Linked DNA regions of Sus scrofa: all the other regions are linked to region 1. A link is a contact called in public HiChIP or PLAC-seq data. All regions are on one chromosome and are shown on one strand. Each heading gives the region's core, a stretch centred on a gene start, on an enhancer-like site or on the middle of the called end of the contact. The rest is flanking DNA. Distances are from core to core; before and after follow the strand shown.

Evidence for each region. HiChIP or PLAC-seq counts read pairs in DNA pulled down with a chosen protein or histone mark.
Region 2: an H3K27ac HiChIP or PLAC-seq map of alveolar macrophages shows a contact between it and region 1. The contact joins the promoter of IL27 here to the promoter of TBC1D10B in region 1. A contact is called at or near these places in 1 of 5 promoter capture datasets (fetal liver) and 1 of 2 datasets of contacts at active chromatin or transcription factors (alveolar macrophages).
Region 3: a contact with region 1 is called in an H3K27ac HiChIP or PLAC-seq map of alveolar macrophages. The contact joins the promoter of C3H16orf92 here to the promoter of TBC1D10B in region 1. A contact is called at or near these places in 2 of 5 promoter capture datasets (fetal skeletal muscle and liver) and 1 of 2 datasets of contacts at active chromatin or transcription factors (alveolar macrophages).
Region 4: a contact with region 1 is called in an H3K27ac HiChIP or PLAC-seq map of alveolar macrophages. The contact joins the promoter of MAPK3 here to the promoter of TBC1D10B in region 1. A contact is called at or near these places in 2 of 5 promoter capture datasets (fetal liver and fetal skeletal muscle) and 1 of 2 datasets of contacts at active chromatin or transcription factors (alveolar macrophages).
Region 5: a contact with region 1 is called in an H3K27ac HiChIP or PLAC-seq map of alveolar macrophages. The contact joins the promoter of TBX6 here to the promoter of TBC1D10B in region 1. A contact is called at or near these places in 2 of 5 promoter capture datasets (fetal liver and fetal skeletal muscle) and 1 of 2 datasets of contacts at active chromatin or transcription factors (alveolar macrophages).

Annotation. Positions count from the first base shown.
Region 1 is chr3:17,943,508-17,946,207 of Sscrofa11.1, reverse strand. TBC1D10B (TBC1 domain family member 10B) reads right to left here and starts at 1,297. Exons shown (of 10, transcript NM_001244423.1): 1 at 1,151-1,297; 2 at 295-1,148. The coding sequence starts at 1,261.
Region 2 is chr3:18,420,793-18,423,492 of Sscrofa11.1, reverse strand. It overlaps IL27 (interleukin 27), which reads right to left and starts at 1,398. Exons shown (of 5, transcript NM_001007520.1): 1 at 1,368-1,398. The coding sequence starts at 1,398. LOC110260087 (a long non-coding RNA gene) reads left to right here and starts at 1,491. Exons shown (of 3, transcript XR_002342911.1): 1 at 1,491-1,807.
Region 3 is chr3:18,221,585-18,224,284 of Sscrofa11.1, reverse strand. C3H16orf92 reads right to left here and starts at 1,362. Exons shown (of 2, transcript XM_021088372.1): 1 at 963-1,362; 2 at 757-848. The coding sequence starts at 1,362. The coding sequence ends at 757.
Region 4 is chr3:18,298,110-18,300,809 of Sscrofa11.1, reverse strand. It overlaps MAPK3 (mitogen-activated protein kinase 3), which reads left to right and starts at 1,400. Exons shown (of 9, transcript XM_021088019.1): 1 at 1,400-1,593; 2 at 2,634-2,700. The coding sequence starts at 1,421.
Region 5 is chr3:18,276,467-18,279,166 of Sscrofa11.1, reverse strand. TBX6 (T-box transcription factor TBX6) reads left to right here and starts at 1,303. Exons shown (of 8, transcript XM_021088015.1): 1 at 1,303-1,821; 2 at 2,506-2,700. The coding sequence starts at 1,791. It overlaps YPEL3 (protein yippee-like 3), which reads left to right. Exons shown (of 5, transcript XM_021088027.1): 5 at 679-1,168. The coding sequence ends at 768.

The DNA of each region.
Region 1 (2,700 bases), core at 48-2,547:
GTCCTAACTCGATGGCACACAACAAACCAAAGGCAAGGCTTGGGCTCAACCCTAGAACTCCTAACACCTGGTCTGAAACTAACAGGCTGGAGCCACAGAAACCGCAGGACGCTCTAGGCAAGATAGGGATTGCTAAGCATCTCATTCCCACTGATCACCCCCTGGAGCCTCAGAGGAGGATGGGGCTGCCAGAGAGTAGGCAAGGTGTATCATCCGAGTCCCTCCACCCCCACCACCTCCACCTCCACCTCCAAAAACCTCTGCTTCCCTGAGGCGGTCCCACCGGGTACTCACAGACTGCCTGAATACTGGCTGCCCCCAAGGAAGCCGTATTTGTCCGTCTTGCGCAAGGCCAGCCCATTTATCTCCGAGTCTGAGCCCATGGAGCTCACATCATCCGCCAAGGACTCCAAGGTCCCAGACATGAGGCTCACAGAGTCCAAGTAGCTCAGCGTGTCTGGGGCCTGCCCTCGAGGCCCAGAGATGCCAGGTCCCAGGCTGGACGTGGAGCCTAGATCCTGAGAGTTTTCAGTAGGCTCTGGAGCTGGGGTCACCATCACGACAGCTACCTGAGCCTCACATGTCCCTGGAGGGCCTGTGCCAGGCCCCGAGGGGTCCTCTGGAGCCTGTCCCGTTGATGCTGATGTTGCTGCTGCAGCTCCATGTCTACTTGTCACCTGTCCTGGTGTCACTGCTGCCACCCGTGCAGTCACTCCTGAGGCCACTGTGGTTCCCGGCTTGGGGGCAAGCGGGGGTTTGGCGGTCAGGGCCCCAGGAGCCGTTCTTGAAGGGGTCCTGGTGAGGGTCCCGGTGGGGGTACCTGGTCCAGGATCGGGTGAGGTTCTAGCCTCCTCCGTCTTCGGAGAGTCTGCCCCTGGGGCCAGAGCCGTGGACATCTCGGCTCCTGCCACAGCCTCGGGCTCCAAGGGCTCTGGGCCGGAGACCTGCGCCCTCGGGGCGTCGGGTGAGGCCTCCAGAGTCGGCACCACCGCCGTGCTGCCTGCGACCGTCGGAGCGGGGGCGGGAGCGGGAGCCGAGGCCGGAGCCGAGTCTGAGGTCTGGGTCGGATCCGGTACCCATGCGGGCTGCGCCTCCCCCGGGGCCACCAAGTTGACCGGGGCCGAAGTGGCCGTAGTCACCGGCGGCCCGGAGCTACCACCACGAAGGGCCCGGCCCGGGAGCCGCGGGGCGGCGGCGAGGGGGCCGCGGGGGCGCCATGACGGCGCGGTGGGGCCACCAGGGGCGCCGGGCCCGTCTCCATGACCGCAGGCCGCCCCTCACATCCCCCCGCCGGGGCGGCCGCAAAAGGCGCCGCCCCTCAGGCCGCTCCGCGCCGCCCGCCAAGGAAGGGGAGAGGGCGAAGGGCGCGGCCCGGCGCGCTCCGGGGTCGGGGGCAGCGCGCGGGCGGCAGCCCAGCGCACGGAGGCGGGGCAGGGGTCCGGGGGCGCCAGGCGGCGGGGTCTCACTCGCGCTCTCTCAGCCCTCTCGCTCTCTCGCTGCCGCCCCCCCTCCCGCTTCGGGCAAGCGGCCGACCTCGCGCCTGCGCACACGCCCGGGTGCCGGCCAAGCGGCCAGCGTTTCGACGTTCCACGCCTGCGCGCGGGCGGTCCCATCGCGCTCCTTTTCTCTACCGCCTTAGTCAAAGCGCTTGGACGAATAATAGGAGAGAGGGAACTGGGTTTCTGCCAATCGTTGGAGGGTGGGTGGGGCTGGAGGTGGGAAGGGGGTGGGTAATTTGGGAAGAGGAAATGGAGAAGGCAGAGGGCTATAAAACCAATGAGAGGACGAGTGAAGGCAGCGGGAGGCAGGATGAAGGGAGTAACTAATAAGAAAGCGGGAAGCCGAACCTCTTGGCCAATTAAAGCCTCTGGAGAGTGAATGACTGGGGGAGGAGGCGGGTGCTGTGCAAAAAGAGGCGGGCCTGGCTAATAGGAATGGTTAAAAAGGGAGCCAATGAAAAGAAGCAGGCGGAGGTCAACTTGACAGACAGCGATATCTATTTAGGCGGCGCCAGACGGCATCCGCAGTCAGTAGGAGCTGAGATATTCTTTAGGTCTCCCAAGAAGGTCAGGAAGGAATGACAGCTGGAAGGGGCGGGCCACAGTTGCGATTAATTCGCTACATCAGCCAATGAATGCGTCCTCTCACTTTAGCAACAGGGGAGGAAGATAGACGGCTGTCTCACCCAATGGCAGCTTCCAAAGAGAAGGCGTGCTGCCAGCAGGCGGTGCCGGGCCGGAGATATCGGTGACAATCGGAGACTAGCGCGGGAGGGGGGTGACAGCTGGGGACAGCGCAGACAGAGGGCGGGGGCTAGGGGCTTTGGTACAACCCCTAGACAATAAGAGCGCCAGGCTGCTCTGCCTGAGTCGACTCTTGGGCCCCATTCTCCGAGCCCACTACAGATCCGTGCCCTGATCAAGTACTCTTGACCTTCACTCCGTCTCTAATTGTCATCTCAGCCCGCAAGAAACCGCAACGCTACAAGCCCAGGCGGCTATAACCAGAGCCCCAAAATCCTATAAGCGACTCATCTCTCTGCATCCGCCATTTCCTACGGGAATCCCAACCCCCAAGTCCCTCACCTCAGCTCCATCTATCTGAGCTCCTCCCCAGAATCCGGGGCCGCCGTGAGTGCTGCCTCCATTCTAGTGGGGATCCCAGACTCCAAATCGTGAATTCCAATACCATAAACTCCCA
Region 2 (2,700 bases), core at 149-2,648, 480 kb before region 1:
GAGGCCTGGCATGGGAGGCCGAACCTCTGGTTTTCATTTGGGTTCTTCCTTTGAGCAAGTCACCCCCTCTCCCCGTGCCTCAGTTTCCCATCTGTAAAATGGGGGAGTCAGATTAGCTGATTCCTGAAAGCGCTTCCTGCCCTGTCTTTCCTGGAAAGAGGGAAGAGAGGCAGTGTGGCTCTGGGAAGAGGGCCGTGTTTCTCTTTCAGGGAGAGGAAATCTAGCAATCACGGGGGGTTATGCAATTCTCCATGAAACACAAACCAAAACCAGCCCCGAAGTTCAAGTCTATTCCTGCTCACCCTCCTCTCCATGCCTCTAACCCTATGGCTTCTTGATCTCTCGCCCCGGGCTCTGCTGGAAATGACCCCTCCATAGACACTACGGGGAGCTTCTGGATGCTTCCAGCTCCCCGCCCCGCTCCATGGGCTACCAGACGTGGTGGGCCGTGTGTGCCACGGCTAGCATTCGGGTTCCCTGACTTGGGACCACTCTGGCACCCTGGAGACCGAAAGCAGTGTGGGGTTCTCCCTAGCTGTATGGGTGGGTACTGCCCTCCCCCTCCCCACCCTGCCCCCTACCCTGGGGGACGGTGTTCCCACCTCGAACCGAGCTGTACCATTTCCCTGCTTCCTGCCTGGGCTGTGGAGCCCCCGGACCCTTCTCTTGGCTTCTCTTTCCACCTCTGCAGGCAAGCCTGGGTCTTGCGCTCTGGACTTGGAAGGTTCCATCTCCACCCTCCAGCCCTCGGTCCCTACTCAGCCCCCTGCCATCCGCTCCTCCGCCCATAGCTCTGGTTCCAGCCTCTGAGCCCTTCAGTCACCAACCCCAGACTGGACCTCCTTCGAAGCTCCAAACTCCAGACTCTTGCCCCAGTTAAGCTCCTGACTCCTTGCCCCCAATGTCACCCCCTCGGGCCAGCTCCGCCTGCCCTGCTGTTCTTCCTCTGGCCGCCCTGTCTTCAGCCAAGTGGACTGGCCCCTGCTCATTCACTCCAAGGAAACTCCTCATTTATCTGCCTGGTCCCCACCCTGGTCACAGCACCTGCCCCAGCTCTCCCCATTCACACCCATCCAGTCTTCCCATTCTCAGCCCAGCCCTCACCAAACCTCCAGCCTTCTGCCCCTGACCCCCCATGCATGCCAGCCACCCCACCTTATCCTCTCCCCAGCCCTGGCCTAGCAATTACCCCCCTGCCCCAGCCCCTCTTCCCCATTTATGTCTGACTCTATCCCATTCTCCCGTCAGCTGGGTCCCGTATCTTTCAGCCCTTGGCCCTGAGCCACAGAAGTCAAAGTCACCCACCCTCTGCCCAGGCTCCGCCAAGTCCCCCATCCCTCTACCCCCAGCCCTAGCCTCCAACTCACGCCAGCCAAGGTCGTCTGCCATCTGGCCCATGGCGGGGCCCAGCCTCTTTGGCCAGCCATCTCCCGGGCAGGGGGAATCTTATACTGGGGGCTGCGCCCAGTTTCACTTTCCGTGCTGCTTGTACTTTCGGCTTTGTGTTCACTCAGTCTTCCCTCCTCGCCACCCCTCGCTAAAATGGGGAAATGTAATTTCCCTTCCCAGAGAGGGTGGGAGGTGCAGTGGGGGAGGCGGGAAGCTGGGGTTTCGATCCATCCCAGCTTCTGACCCCCGCTGGGCTCCCAGGCCCAGCCCTCCCCTCACTTCCCCACTCTCGGGTGTGCCACCCCACACTGCGTGCTGGTAGGTCCCAGAGACTCGAACCCCCTCCCGTTTCTCTGCTTTGTCATTGTCATCCTAGCGCCATCACCAGCTCACTGTCCTGCAAAAGATGGATGGCCAGGTAAGGGGATTGCCCATCCGAAGGGACTGGGGGTTTTGAGTCATCCTTACTCTTTTATGGTTTACCAGATGGCTGAGGGAGGGAATGCCAGGGAAGTCAGGGCTTGGTGGGTGGCTGGGAGGGGGGCTTTGTCTGGGTCCGGACAGAGACAGGGTTTGATCTATAGCAGCCAGGGTCAGGGATGAGAACAGGTGCATTCAGGGTCATGCTCAGCCTTCAGCCAGAGTCAGATCCAGGATTACTGCTCAGTCTATAACTAGGATCAGGACTTGGTCGAGGGCTGGACTCCTCAGAGGTTTGTCTGAGCCAACATCCTGGCTCTGCTTATATTTGGGGTCAGAGCTATCAGTGGTTAGGCTCTGTTCAGACAGAGCACAGACCTCAGTCTGCGGCCAAGCTTTCTTTTTCTTTTTTCGTTTGTGTGTGTGTGTGTGTGTGTGTGTGTCTTGTTAGGGCCGCACCCGCGACACATGGAAGTTCCCAGGCTAGGGGTCAAATTGGAGCTACAGCTGCCGGCCTACACCACAGCCGCAGCAATGTCAGATCTGAGCTGCGTCTGAGACCTACACTGCAGCTCACGGCAATGCCGGATCCTCAACCCACTGAATGAGGCCAGGGATGGAACCCGCATCCTCAAGGCTACTAGTTGGGTTCGTTCCCACTTGAGCCACCACAGGAACTCCTGTGGCCAAGGTTTCAATTGAGCCTGTGACTCAGGTCAGGGCTCCGGCTTGGACTGGGATAAGAGCCAATGACCAGGGTCAGGGCTCAGCTTGTGGCCAAGTTGGGGTTCTGTGAGATCAGGATCAGGGCTCAGCCAGGTCCCAGAATTGTCCTGGTGCTTCTGTTCTGTAGACAGCGGTCAGGGGCCAGGCTACCGCTCTCCCTTCCAG
Region 3 (2,700 bases), core at 113-2,612, 280 kb before region 1:
CAAGGCCATCCCAGCCCCCCTGCTGCAAACTCCTCTCAGCTCCCTGTCATCTAGGAGGTGTGGGGGGACACCCTATCTAAAGCCTGTGGCTGTCCCCACAGCTCCTCTCCAGGGGAGGCCAGCCTGAGGAATCTTATTTATTTTATTTATTCATCCAAATTCAAACTCATTTGTCGGGGTGGGGGAGGGAGGTGGCTGCTACCGCCCCCCCAGCCTTCCCAGTGCTGAGCAACCCTGCGGGCAGGCGGGAGGGGTGCCTGGTCCCTTCCCCGGTTTAGGCTGCACATCTTGCCCTCGGGCCCTGGCATGTCCCTGGTGCTACAGACCTCTCTAGGCTTCCTCCATTCTGGGGTCGGGGGACCCTGAGAGGTGCTTTACAGACCGCTAATAAAGTCGATCCGCGTGAACGCCACCAAGGCCCTGGTCACCCAGTTCTTTGGGCTGGAAAGGGAGGGGTGCCTGGGGATAGAAAGCCTGATGACCACAGGACCGGGCAGGACCCCCTGGCTGGTCACTGAGCAGTCAGGCAGAAAGAAGCAAGGACTTTTATTCATCTGCAGGAGAGGAGGGCCAGTGAGGGCACTCAGGGCAGAGTCCGGGGCCCTCGTCCAGCTTTTTAGGCCCCTTTGTGGCAGCTCCTATGGGGTGTGGAGATCAGAGATGGGAGGTCACGCAGCCCCCCACCCCCAAACCCTGGGATTTTGGGTCCTCTGGCCTCTTCCCAAGGAAGGCAGAGGTGGTGGGAGGGGGCAGGCCTTACATGTGTGTGCAGAACTGGAAAAGCAGGAAGAAGAAGGCCGCCACCAGAGCACCCACCAGAATATGATGGAAGAAACTGGAGTCAGAACCTGCTAGACAGGGGGAGACAGGGGCCCCCGGACTGACCTCCGATGGAAAGGCCAAAGGCAGCGGTCCTCCAGGCCCTGGCGAGGAGGGCAGCCCCTTCTTAAGCTGGTTCATACCTGAGTTAACAAAGATGACAGGTCTCTCGCCAATGAACTGGGCCACGGCCAGGAGCCTGGCTTGGTCCGAGTCTGGGTAATCAAAGAAATCAGGTCTGTCTAGGAAGAACGGAGACTCTGCTCTCTGGGCCAAGGCCTTGACCTTTTCCGGGCTGGGCGCTGGGGACCCAGAGCAAAGTCTATGAAAGAGCCAAGTGGACCCCTGTCCCCCACCCAAGAGGCTGAGGCAGACCCAGGGCCCTGTCAGGTCACATGGCCTTAGTGCAGCTGTGGAGGGGCTTGATTTTATTCTAGGAACTTCTTGAGGGTCAGCTAAGCTCTCCTGGAGGAGGCCCACACTGGGCAGGGAGGATGGGAGAGAAGCGTGGCGAACAAAGGCCGGGCCTGGCCTCCCAGCCTCTCAGGGGCCCTGACCCCCTCCCCCCCACCTTAGCCTTCCTCCTGCCCACTGTTCCCAGGGCACCATCCCACCTGGTGCTACGGTCCCCAGCCCAACCAGCCACATCCACACCCACACCCACTGCCATGGCCTCATCACCCCTCCACTCCTGTGATGGCTGAGGGCTCTGTGATGTCACAGCCCAGAGCCATTCTGATCACACAGCCTGGGGTGAGGGGAGAGAGAAAGTGCTGGGATCTGGGACCCTCCCCCCCAAGCCCCGGAATCAGAGGAGAAGAGAGGTTGGGACCCACAGAGCCTTTGGGTTGATGCTGATGATAGAACAGTAGGAGCCCCAGGATTTACAAATAGGAACTCAGTGGGGCATTCGTGATGAAAGCCAGGAAATCTATATTTGTCTAGCAGGCCCTGTAGATTTGATGGTGGTAGTCGGGGCTAGGGAACAGGGCTAAACATTTCCGGTTACCCCTTGGATTGACCACAGGTAGCATTTCTTGAGCATGTGCTACTATGCCAAGTACTTTACATGGACTGATTCATTTAAACGTCGTAAAATCCCGTGAGGTAGGTACTACTGACCTCATCTTACAGAAAAGGGGACCAAGGCACAGAGGGGCAGTGATGTGGGCCACACACATCTCCCAAGGGTGTGTCTTTTCTTCCCTGAGGTTCCCTCTTGCCTTGTGTCCCCAAATGCAGGGGCAGGGGTCTACCCCATCCCCCAAACCCAGTCTTAGGGCTCAGCTGAAGGACAACCTTGGGGTTAGAACCAGCGAAATAACAGGCATTTCCACTAGGTGGCAGCAGTGCCGCCTGCCTGCCATTCCCATGTTCTAGCCCAAGGAAGGCACAGCTCCCCGACTCCAGGTCCTCCCGCCTCTTCCCACAGGTTGTATCAGGCGCTGCAGGAAAAGGTATCGCTGGGGTGAATGGCCAGCAGGGGGTTGTCAGAGGAAGTCCCCGGCCCATCTCAGGGCAGGTCCCTTGGTCATGCACAGAGCCTTCACAGGCTCCCCTCTCTTCCCTAAGGGCCATCCCATTTCCTCTTTCTAGTTTCTGCTTTTCCCTTGCCACTTCTCTCAACAGCCACTTTCATTCCTATGGCTCAGTGGCTGAGTTAGCTCCCCTCTGATTGGCAGGCAGGCCTGTCTGTCCCACATGAGTCACGCCTCCCCCAAGCCCAAGGACACTTCAGGGTCTCCTGGGTTTCACTACACAGATGCCTGTTCAGCAGCCCCAGTTCAGTGGTGTGCCCCACACCAGGCAGGTGTCTGTGGCATGCGTGCGTGTGAGGTCCTTGGCTCTTACCTCCACTGGGTCCCCACCCCTCAGCTTTCT
Region 4 (2,700 bases), core at 151-2,650, 350 kb before region 1:
GCTTCTCTGTCAGAAGACACCATGTTGAGTCTCAGCTCCCCAACTCCAGATTTCCTGTTCTGTAAAACTTGATTCATCCATTAATTTTTTTTTTTTTGAGTGTCTGAGGGTCGAGGATTCAGCCATGAACAAGAAAGACATGGCCCCTGCCTACCCAGTTAAGAAAGGCAGATGAGAAGTTCCCGTCGTGTCACAGTGGTTAACAAATCTGACCAGAGCCATGAGGTTGTGGGTTCGATCCCTGGCCTTGCTCAGTGGGTTAAGGATCCAGTGTTGCCCTGAGCTGTGGTGTAGGTCACAGACACGGCTCAGATCTGGCGTGTCTGTGGCTGTGGTGTAGGCCGGCAGCTGTAGCTCCAATTGGACCCCTAGCCTGGGAACCTCTATATGCCGTGGGTGTGGCCCTGAAAAGCAAAAAGAAAAAAAAGAAAGAAAAGCAGTTGACGTTTATATTGTGGGATTGTTCTAATGAAGCGACTAGAGTGGGCCAAGTATTAAGTATATGTTCAAGTCTCATACAGAATCAAAATATGATGATCTTAACAGGATTCCAATTTTTGCCAAATCCAATGACAGAAAAAAAGTTACCCGTCTTGCTATATTTGGGCAAAGCCTGATCGTGTCAACCTTGCATGCAGCTCTCTGGACTCTCCCCCCCTTTCCCTGTAAAGGAAGCATGGGATCATCAATGATATGATCCTGGGGATACCAGTACCGCCTGGGTGCTGAGGCCAGGTCCCTAGCCCACTCTGGCAGGCCTCCAGTCAAAAGCCATTAGGCTGGGAGTCCGGACACCTGGGCTTTCCAGATCTCAAGTTGTCTGCGCGATTCCAAAGGACCTTGCGCTGCTCAGCCTTCAGTTTCCTCATTTGTGAAAGGCAGGCTACCTCTAGGAGAAAGCCATCTCCCACCGCTTTTGTGAAATATGCATGGGATCACTTAGCATCGGGCCGGGCTCAGGGAGGCCAAACGCCAGAGGGCTGGTGAGGGTCCCCTAAGGTTCCATCTGGAGCCGGACCACTCAGCCGGGCTGAGTGGGGCTGGCAAAAGCAGCGGGGACCAGGCGGCCCAGTCTTGGCCCCTCATCCCAGCCCTTGTTTGGTGGCTCTGGGTGAGGTCACTGGGGCGGCCCTACTGGCTGTTCTGCATTGGAGGGGGGGAGTGGGGTTCTGGACCGTCTCAGACGGCCCTGGGGAGCTTCTAGATTGACCGAGTAGACGGAGCCCACAAGTGCCAGGGACCATGGCATCCGTGCCCAGAAAGCTGGGCGCCGCTGCGGGGGGGTGGGGGTCACGTGACGGGCGCGGGGGCGGGCGGGGGCGGGGTCTGGCGCGCGCGCGGCTCCGCGGGTGACAGGGCGGGCGGGAAGGGGCGGGGCCGCCGGGGGGGGAGGCGGGCGGGCGGGAGGGGAGGAGTGGAGATGGCGGCGGCGGCGGCGGCTCAGGGGGGCGGGGGCGGGGAGCCCCGGGGAGCCGATGGGGTCGGCCCTGGGGTCCCGGGGGAAGTGGAGATAGTAAAGGGGCAGCCGTTCGACGTGGGCCCGCGCTACACGCAGCTGCAATACATCGGCGAGGGCGCGTACGGCATGGTCAGGTGAGGGGCGTTCCAGGGGAGGGGGCGTCTTAGAGGAGGGCGATCCCAGGGAGGGGTGCTGAGAGCTCTCTAAGGCCTTGGGGTCTCTGAGCATCGTGAAGCCGCAGGGGCTTCGGGAGGCTGGAGAGCGCCCCAGGGAGAGGGCCTTGGAGTGCTTTCTGGGGGAGGGGGCGCTGCCTACGATCTAAGAAGAGGGGGGCTTGGGGGGTTTTGAGGGGAACCTTCTCTAATGAAGGGAAGGGCCTCTAGGTGGGGGAGCTGTGGGGACCTTGGGCAGTCTATAGCCACAGGGCGAAGAGAAGAGAATAAGTCTTCTGGGGGAGGTCATATCCTTGGTGAAAACGGCAGGAAGGACCCTTCCCAGGGAAAGGGCGCCTGGGATCTGCCCCCCGGGAGTCGAATCTAGGAGTTTGGGAGAGAAGAGCAGAGCTCAGGGCTGGACAGGGTGGGGCAGGGCTTTGGGCCTGGGGCCAGGGACCCAGTGAGCAATGAGGGGGTCCCGGAGTGCCTTCTTGCAACTTTCAGGAGGGCTCTGTGAGTTCTCCCAGCCCCACTGGGGGCCCTGGGCCTTTGTTCATCAGGGATTAGCTCTGCTGCCCGGGAACCTCCCCCTGACACCCGCCCCTGCTGCATCCCTTCTCTCCCATCCCTCCTTCTTCCTGGATTCGCCTCCCTGTATGTCCCTCACACCTCCCGCCCCTGGCCCTGTCTTGGGTAGAGGGAGCCCATCCGGGGAAGGGGAGGATGAGGGGTGAGGGCCACTAGAATGGAAAGGGTTGAGGAGAAGGGAAGTCAGCGATCGGTCAGTCCCTTCCTCTGTTTGTGAAGTCACTGAAGGGCTGCCTGGCTGGTCCCCAGCTTTCTCCCTGGAGATCCCAGGCCTTCACAGCAGGAAGGAACCAGCATTGTTTATGACTGGCTCTGGCCAGTCTCTCCTGCTCCCTCCCCTCCCTGCCAAGGCCTGGGTGGGGCCCGCCGCCGGGCCTGGACTCCCCCCGCTTGGTAAGGCCACACCACCAACATCTCTCCGGCCCTCTCAGCTCAGCTTACGACCATGTGCGCAAGACTCGAGTGGCCATCAAGAAAATCAGCCCTTTTGAGCATCAG
Region 5 (2,700 bases), core at 54-2,553, 330 kb before region 1:
ATCAGATTAGATGCAGCAAAAGAAGATGCTGCTGGAAAACCGCAAAGGACAAGAGTGGGGCCTCTGTGAGACAGATGCTCCAGGCAGAGACAGAACCCTGACCTGAGTTCACCCCTGGCCCTGCCACAAATGTGCTCTGGTTTGGCCTCTGAACCTCTGTAAAATAAAGAGATGGCCTCATCCAGACATCAGAAACTCAGCTGCTTGCAGGGCCAAGCAGATACTATTGATCTGCAAAAAAGGGCAGCATAGATCTGGAGAGGAGGGGGGCAGTCTGGCAAACTGGAGCGAGCACAGCCTGCCCCATATTTTAGTATTCTAAAGTTCTTTATATTAAACTCTCTGTTGGCCAAACCAAACATAGGTATAGGCCCCAAATGGCCCTCAAGCTACCAGTTTGTAATCCCTGGATCTTTTGGAAACTTCCATATCCTTTCTGTTGGAGCCAACATTAGTAATTAAAAAGTAGCTGTGATTCAGAGAGTTCTGTCTGTCCGCTGTCAGTGGGAAGCCCAGCCCTGCCCTTTACCAGTTCTGTGTCTATGGGCAGGTGGTTGGGCTTCTCTGGGTCACAGTTTCCTCCTACGTTAAACAGGGCCAAATCATATCCATTCCCCAACCCCTGCTCCTTTTGGTAGGCCCTAGCTCCAAGCATGACAGCCTCTCCCCTCCTTTCAGGAACAGGCCTTCGAGAGCAGCCAGAAGTACAAAGAGGGGAAGTACATCATTGAACTCAACCACATGATCAAAGACAATGGCTGGGACTGACCCTGGCTCCTGACGCCTGTGGCTCCAGCCCGGCCTGGCCGCCAGGGGGCGCCACGGGCTTGCCTCCATCCGAAGGGAGCTCTGGACCTCAGGGCCCCTGCCGAGGAAGGATCCTGTACATATATTTTATTGCATGCACTGTGACCTTGGTGGGAGATCAGAAGGTGGACAAGGTGGACGACACCCCCGCACCTCCCTGCGATCTGGCTGGCTTGGATCTCGTTTTTAACCCCTTCCTGCCCTGCCTGCCCTATAGACATGGCCTGTGTGCTGCTCTCTTGGCCCCAGTGCGCCATCTGCCCTGTGAACTTCTCCTCCCACCGGGCCCCTCTTACCCCACGCGTGTCTGCTCCCCTTGTTCTGTAGCGTTTGTACATAATAAAACAATGAAGTGGAGACAGCCCAGGCTCACGTGGAATCCGGGAAGGGGGGACTCAAATGCAGACTCCTGTCTCTACAGACCCATTTCCTTCTGGATCCCGGGTGGGGTAGGCACGGCGGTCAAAGCTGAGAACCTTTGCACCTGGGGCTCAGCTATCTTGGCACCCAGGAAGGACCTCACTGCCGGTGGAGATTCCCCGAGCCCACTCTAGCTCGTGAGGCATTGACCTCAGCTGATCTGCATCTTCTCAGCCTAAGAGTTCAGACGCCGCCTAGGGGCTGCTCTCCCGGGAGGCAACGGCGCCGCCGGTTTCACCGCCCTCCTCGTCTCAACTACAACTTCCAGCGGCCACAGCGGCATCTGCCTGTCTCCTTCGCGCGGAACCCAGGCGCTAGGCCTGCTGGGAAGTGTAGTTCCGTGGACTCCCCAGCGCGGGACCTTCTGGGAAACCCAGGTGCTAGCCGTCAAGAGACCGTCGAGCTGCGGGCGTCTCTTAAACTTCTGAGACTCGGCCGAGGGTGGAGGGTTTTCGGAATGGGAACCAAGAAGGACGCCAGGGTTCAGGCCTCAGCTGCGGACTCCTCGAATTCCCCAGTGAGCTCAGGCCGCGTCCCTCCAGCCCTGCTCCTTCCCTCCAGTCATGCTTCGTTCCTCCACATCTCACCCTCCAGGTGAAGGGTGGAGGGGTCACCTGCCAAAAAAGTCTGGGGCGCCAAGGTCTGTGCCAGGACTCCGAGCTCCATCCCTGGGCCCAGGCCCCGCCTCTCAGTAGCTTATCCCTAGCCGGGGCTCCCCCCGTGGGAACGGGGACCAGCTGGCCGGAAGCGCCAAACTGCGTCCCTGTCGAGCCCCGGGGATCAATCAGGCCGAGGAGTTAATTATGTAATGAGGGGGCAGGGGGTCGGGGCTAATGAAGCCTAGGGGGGTGGGGAGGGGAGAAAGGGAGGATACCCAGGTATCCGGCCCCCTCTTGGACCCCTTCCAGGCCCCAGGGGTCTCCACCCCAGCCCAACTCCAGGGCCCCAAAGAGGGGAGGGGCTGTGATCCTGGGTTTGGAAGGGGCTGAGCTGTGAGCTATAAAGCGGGCATCTCTCAGCACCGGGGCACTCTAGGCAGCGTGACCTGAGGCCAGACAGGACTACTCCATGTACCATCCACGGGAGCTGTACCCCTCCCTGGGGCCCAGCTACCGCCTTGGGCCCCCCCAGCCCGGGGCAGATTCCAGCTTCCCGCCTGCCCTGGCAGAGAGCTATCGCTACCCGGGTGAGCATGAGCGGTGGGAGCAGTTCCTGGGCAGGAATTGGGGTGGGGGGCTGTGGCCCTCGGCTGGCTCCTCATTCTCTTCCCATCTCCAGATCTGGACCCTCCCAAACTGGATTGCTTCCTCTCTGGGATTGAAGCTGCTCCCCGCCCTCTGGCTGCGCCCCCACCTCTACCCCCACTGCCCCCAGCCCTGGGCACCGAGCCACCCCCTCCAGCCCCAGAAGCCCTTCATTCTCTCCCTGGAGTCAGCCTGAGCCTGGAGAACCGGGAGCTGTGGAAGGAGTTCA